2 separate regions of the Gossypium hirsutum genome follow, and region 1 is linked to region 2. The links are chromatin contacts, called in public Hi-C maps. All regions are on one chromosome and are shown on one strand. The core of a region is the stretch at or near the end of the contact, and the rest is flanking DNA. Distances in the headings are between cores, read along the strand shown. Region 1 holds the start of LOC107914613. Region 2 holds the start of LOC107914608 (transcription factor bHLH153).

Evidence for each region. A called contact is a pair of places that touch in the nucleus more often than the background predicts.
Region 1: a contact with region 2 is called in a Hi-C map of leaf, with 1.6 times the contacts expected there. The contact joins the promoter of LOC107914613 here to the promoter of LOC107914608 in region 2. A contact is called at or near these places in 3 of 34 Hi-C or Micro-C datasets (callus, leaf and seedling).

Annotation. Positions count from the first base shown.
Region 1 is chrD10:21,704,791-21,708,233 of Gossypium_hirsutum_v2.1, reverse strand. LOC107914613 reads left to right here and starts at 1,907. Exons shown (of 7, transcript XM_016843566.2): 1 at 1,907-2,367; 2 at 3,160-3,231; 3 at 3,329-3,396. The coding sequence starts at 2,077.
Region 2 is chrD10:21,441,520-21,444,976 of Gossypium_hirsutum_v2.1, reverse strand. It overlaps LOC107914608 (transcription factor bHLH153), which reads left to right and starts at 1,934. Exons shown (of 6, transcript XM_041102196.1): 1 at 1,934-2,492. The coding sequence starts at 2,473.

The sequences.
Region 1 (3,443 bases), core at 658-3,157, 260 kb before region 2:
AGTGTTGGTCTTCGAATAATTTATTTTATGTCAACATAGAATTTGAAGGAGTTAGATCTCGATGGGTTGAGGAAGCCTAATAATTCGGGTTTAATTTTCCTCATTATTTTGTTGTTTTATTTCATTTTTTAATAATATCGTTTTCCATAAGAAAAGAAATAATATATTGATTAGTTCAAAAAGTTATGCGTTTATATAAAATATAAAATATAAAATATAAAATATATAGACAAATATATTGGGATTTTAAAATATTTTTATTCTAATAAAAATTATATGCGAGGAGATACTTTGTTTTTCTTCCTTATCCAATTTGTTCTCAATTCCAATAATTTAACATTTAGAAAAAAAAAAGACATAATAATTTTGATTCAAGCCCCACTTGCAGCATCCTTCTCCAACAATTTTCCAACTCACCATTAATAAATCCTCCCATCAACTATACATCAACTAGAGAGAGTTGACAAAACCAAATAAAAATAAGGAAAAGAATCCATTGATTTGTTGTAAATTTTAATCAAGCTTCCCTTATCTTAACAAATCTCCACCCAACTTGCCACGTCTGATTTTCCTAGCACCCATATTTTATTTTATTTATTTTCTGTTAGTTTTGTTGAAAAACTTCAATCCAAATTAACATGATCACACATATTCCCTACTCAAAATTATTTCATCCACAATTATTTTTTATTTTTATATTTTTCTTACTTTAAAAGAAAATGACTTGTTAAATTGTATTTTATAAAAATCGAGAGATTAATCTAATTGAATTACAATTACAATGTTGTCATTAAATCCTTGACCTAAAAGTTAATAGGTTCATATGTATAGAATTGATAAAAAAATCGATAGTTGAATAATTTCTATCTAAAAATTTAGTAATTTAGAGAAATTAAAGCAATATTACATGTAAGATAGAATTTAAAAAATAATTTGTGCTGTTAACTGGATAGGGTCCATTAATCTAGTTTCAAATTTAATCAAAGATGAATGATGAAACTTTCATGTATTTGTTTAAGAAGTTGGAGTTGGATTCCGATTTTAAAATTGTTTTTTAGAATTCATTACCCATCCTAAATAATGATTAAATTTACGTCAAAATTGAGTTATAATTCAACTTAAATGCTTGAAGTTTAACTAATGATATTTTACTAATTAAATAGGATAAACTCACTCAATTACAAAATGATCAATTAATAAATCAAGTTTATCTTTTTTGGTCGTCAACCGTTAATTAGATAATTAAAAGATGACTTGGCAGTTATAAAGATTGGTGCAGTAACGAATTTAGTCTTGATTCTTAAAAATTGGTCTTATTATTTACACTTTGCATAATGTAGTCAAAATTTCAAAACTTAGATTTTATTATTGAAAAACTAGTGATTTAAAAAATATATAAAAATATAAGTTTTGAAATCTTGAGATTGAAAGTTATTTTTTTTAATTTTTATAATTAGACTAAATTATGTAATGTGTAAATATTAAGGACTAATCTTTTGGAATCAAAATCATGTGAATGCTAAAAGTTGAAGTTGTTATCATCTTAATTTTTATATTTGCCACATGCCTTTCCATTCCCTAGTAAATGGTTGGTAATAAAAAAAAATCCGGAGAATTATTTTATAATTTTTTAAAATTAAGTGATGGACAATATAATTTACCCATTTAAATATTTGAATTTTACTCACGGAAACTGGAACTTGACTTTGAGTTTACGCCCGGACCGAACCGGCATGCTAATAGCAATAAATTGCACTTGGCCGAAGTTAAATGGTTTGGTCCAAGGCTCCAAGCTGACCACCACCTACAATACCAAAGCTTGTACAACCGTTTAGGTACGGCAACATATTTTAGTTGGGACAAACTCGATAATAAAAACCCAACCAAAGGTCATTTTCGTCAAACAAAACATAAGTTGGTCCCTTTCGTAAATTCCGCCAACACACCACCTTTTTAAAACCCTCCCCACTTCTCCACTCTCTCTCTCTCTTTCCGTTTATTAAAAAAGAAAAAAACTGTACATTCAAACCCCAAAAAAGTACATTAGGGAGAAAGTGAAAGGAAGGGAAGAAAACAATGGTGGATGATTTCATGGTATGTGTCGACAAAATTATAGCATCTGCAACTTGTTTTGAGTCTTCTTCAGTGAATGAAGGACAACCAAACTCAAATACAGCTGCTGGGAATACTAATGTTGATTTTCCTATGACGAAAGCAAGTGGTGATGGTGATGGTGGAAAAGAAGGAGATGGAAAAACTGGGTATAGTTCAAAGAAGGTGAAAGAGGTGGTGGAGTGTAGGATATGCCAAGAGGAAGATGATTTGCTTTCTTTGGAAGCTCCTTGTGCTTGCAGTGGCACACTCAAGGTCTTTACTTTTCTGGGTTTTTCTCGCCTTCTGTTTTTAAAGTTTTAAGTTTATATTTCTGGGTTTTTTGATTGTATGATTTAGATGACTCTGATCGTATGTTTCATTGGTCTTGCCAAGCTCCTTTTTTTTTTTTTTGTGGTTAGGAGAGGAGTAGTTGTAAAAAATATAAAAAAAAAATTATTTATGCTTTGGTACTTTTTTTTCTTTTCCTTTTGGGGCTTTTCCTTTGACTTTGTAGCTCTAGTGATGGTTCTTTGTTATTGGCTTATTGCATTATACAATTTAATAATAGTAATAAAATACACAACTTATTGCTAATTCTAAAACCGGGCTTTTTTAGGGGCCGGCTTTGTTGGGCTTCAGTTTTGTAGCAATGGTGCTATGATGTTTTCTAGGTAGTTTTATTGGTTTTGGAATGCGAGCATTTCTTGGCATTAGCATATGCCTTGTTTGAGTTTCCTTTTGACTTTTTCTTTCTTCATACGTTATTTCCTAAGCTTCAATATGAAAATTTCAAATGGTGTTCTTTTTCTATTTTTGTAAAAGATTTTAAAAGAAAAGAGAGTATATTCTTACCTGTTTCCTTTTCTTCTTTGCATTTGCATGACTTCTACTAGGTACTCATATAGCCAATACCTAACTTCATTTTTCCTAAAGTTTCAGTGTCCTGTATCCGACATATATGGAAAACCATAGGTTGTTTATATGGTTATCCGGTTTAAGATGGGTTTGTAGTTTTAAATGTTTGAAGTATCTTTTTAACTTATTGTGTATACATTTTTGTTTCAGTTTGCTCACAGGAAGTGCATTCAAAGATGGTGCAACAAGAAAGGTGACATAACTTGCGAAATATGCAAACAGGTTGGGGTTGTTTTTAGCCCTTTTCTTTTAATTTGCATACATAAAAAAAGTACGTGTTTGATGGATAATGTGTACAATATTGCTCTGTTTTTATCAGGTTTTTTCACCAAATTATTCTCTTCCTCCGACCAGAAGCAATCCAGATGTTCTGGCAATTGACATTAGGTAATCCTCTTTTTGGTTAACAGCTTCTACTTCTGTGTCTTTCCTGT
Region 2 (3,457 bases), core at 685-3,184:
ACATTTTACATGTAAACAAACGGACCCTTATTTTGCTCTCAAAAATTTTCTTTTATTCTCCATATTTTCCAACGTTGCGGTGATAGAAAAAGGCAACGTTTGTTCGTTGATCACTGTAGAGGTGTTACTGCTTTGATCATCGTGTTATTGTATCCTGAGAGACAGTCGACCAACGTTTCTCCAAGTACCGTAAGAGCGGCCGAATCTGTCTTAAGGAAACTGTGTTAAACAAGCCTCAACATTTAGTAAATCTCTATTCTTCTTTTCGATTTCTAGTTTTTGTTACCGTATTTATTAGTTTTTGTATCTGATAATTTAAATATAAATTATTCAATTTATATTTTATTTTATATATAAATATTTGTTTATTTATATTTATATATTTTGTTCGCTAATGTGTTTTGTCCAACAATATTTAGGATACTTAAATAAATAAATATTTTTAAAAAAATTAAAAAAATATTGTTTTTTGTGATTTCTCTATTAACTTAGCAACTATAAAAAGAAATATAACTCATTCTGAATATGGTAAGAGTAAAAAATCAATAATCACTTGATAATTTTATTAATGTAAGAAGTTATGCGTTTGAGCGTATTGAAACACATTATTTTTTTATTTATGAATTGAAAAGAGACCATAAGTAATTCTAAACATTATGTCAAAAAAATTATATTTAATTAAAACCTATAATAAATTTGTTAAAATAAATAAATAAAATAACCACTTATCACGCATGAAATATCTAAACTCGCCCTCAAAAAAAAAAAAAAAAACTAACCTTTATTCAAACTTCGTTAACAGACAAATGTCGTAACCGTGTGGGTCCCACCCCTAATCCCTTTAGACCAAATCCTCGTAGACTTTTTTGCGCACGGTCGAACTGCATGCTGGGTCCTACTTACCCCACCCCTCAACATTTTCTCTCTCCATTTTTCACTTCAAGATCGTGAACACCACGCTCTTGATGAATGACTGCCACGTGTGGATAATCCACATTAGAAGATTTGAGAATAAAGCGAGTTTGATGGGAGCGTGACAGAGAGGAATAGCCAGACAAGGCGTGGGACCCACCTTCTCAGAAAAACCGCCGACCTGAATATGGAAACTGCTCTGACAAAGATATACCGTCGAATTTACAAACGCAACACGTATATGCATATTTTTTTTTCTTTTTATGATTTAATTTAACACAATATGCATATATTTAGTTTGATTCAATCAATTATTGGATAAAATTTTTGTTCCTTCTTAATTTTATCCTTTAATCATAATGTATTTGTCTCTAATGGAGTTAGGAAATGAATTTTTTTTATTTAAGCTTAAAAATTTAAATTAATAATAAAATTATATTTTAACCTCTAATAATAATAATAAATTAATTTAATCCTTTAAAAATTATAAAATATAAATTATTAAAATAACAAAATTATATTTTTATCATTATAAAAATATAAAAATTAATTTGACTTAAAAATAATTTTCTAATTTTGCCGATGTTTATCTCGTCTGTTTTTTTTTGTTTTATATAATTTTTCTTGAATGGAATCTTATGTTAAAAAATGATTTAATAGAAGTTTTAATTTCGTAAATTACAGAAAAGGAAAAATGGTGCAAGGCCAAATGTTTTTGGTATTCCCTTGTTTGGAGGTAATTAGGTATAATGAAACATGAAATGGTAAAATTTATTTGGTGAATGTGTGAAATATTGAATATATTATTATCAATTATTGAGATTACGCTGGTGATTAAACAAAGAAGAAATGATGAAAAGGCAGGCCAGCTAAGTTTGAAAAGAGACAGAGGAAGGAAAAAGTGGAGAGATTTCATAAGTCACTTTCAACCTGATTAGCAAATAAAATAATTAAAATTAAAAAATTGGACAATAAATCTAAGGTTAAATCAACTACTCTTCTTATCTATGTATGGTGCTGTGTCACTTTGCATGGTTGGATATTAGCTGTCAAATAAGAAAACAATGAACAAATTATTCATTTTTATTTTTATTCATTCCCCTCCCAAAACCTTATAAAAACGTTATTAACTCTCACTAACAAACCCCATTTCTTCCACTCTTCCTCACTCTCTTTAAGCCTTCACCAGTGTTTAGGGTTTAAAGCTTGCAGATTTTGAACTAAAAGGATTTTGATTGTTCCTTAAACTTTTCACCTTGTTTAGATTCACACAAACTGACATGTTTTTGGCAATAAAGGTCCAGTCTTTTTAGTCCCACAAAGAAGATTGCTGTTCTTTTTAATGTTTTGTTGAAGAAAAGTAGAAAAAAAAAAGAAAAAGAAATAAGAGCTGGCTTTCGGACTTTGGGGTGTTGATAGTTTGGTTGAAGAAAGTGAAAACACTGAAGCAGCTTTTTACTTTGGGTGTCACTTGGAATTTTTCCCTTGTTGAATTTGGGTCTTGAAAGTTTTCAAGTTATAGTACAAGGCATTAGATTTTTGCTTTTAGCTCTTTGGCCAATGCAAACTTTATGTTCTTGGTGAGTTTGCTCAAATCCTATCCTAGTTATTTTGCTTCAAAGCAGCTTTGTTTGTAGTGTTAATTCAATATATATGATCTGTATTGCATACATACATACATTAGCTATTAGCTATCTTATTTTGGGTTTTTCTTTTTTGTATTTAATACTACTCTGTTTTTTCATGAAATTGGAGTTCTTGCTTTTGAGTGTAACCACACTATTGCTTTGTATCATTTGTAGTATACTTGAATGTTACCTTGAAAATTATTTGTTTAATCATAGTTCTTTTAAGTGTCATAATGTTTGATTGGTATCATTAAGTTATTAATTCAAAATGCAAATTGGATTTATTTATGGTTCATCCATGCATGGGAAAATTTTCCATAAACTGGTCCCACAAAAGATCATTCTTTAGATAATCAGGGGTTTCTATTTATTTATACTATGACTACTTAACTGAAGCTTGATGCTTTTTCCACCGTTTGATTATCGTGTATGGAATCAAATGATGTCACTGGTTGGTTTGTAAGTTTTTGTCTGTGACATATTGCTTGTGTTTTTGACTTATTCCATGAATTATTTAATCAACGTTTTTGTATTTTTCCCAATTTTATATGCTTGTTTTTCATTGATTCATGCAACTATTGTCCGTTTGTAAACCGACAGTTAATACATAATTATTGTTTTAAATTATGTTGTGATTAAATTAATGGATGAGATGTTTATAAAATTTTGTATCTATTGACATATAAATGCATGATTATCCTCTGACAAAAGAACGGAAAATTTTTTTCCCCAGTATTCAAACAATGTAAGGGTGTCTGATGTAGATCATATGAATTTTTTTTTTTAAATTATGTACTGAGAATGAGATTTAAGTTCATTGTTATGCTTCAAATTGGATGTATCCTACCATGGATTCTTCTCTGACTAAAATATAATAGTCCACTATGAGTGTTTTTCATATATTTCGAGGGTTCTAT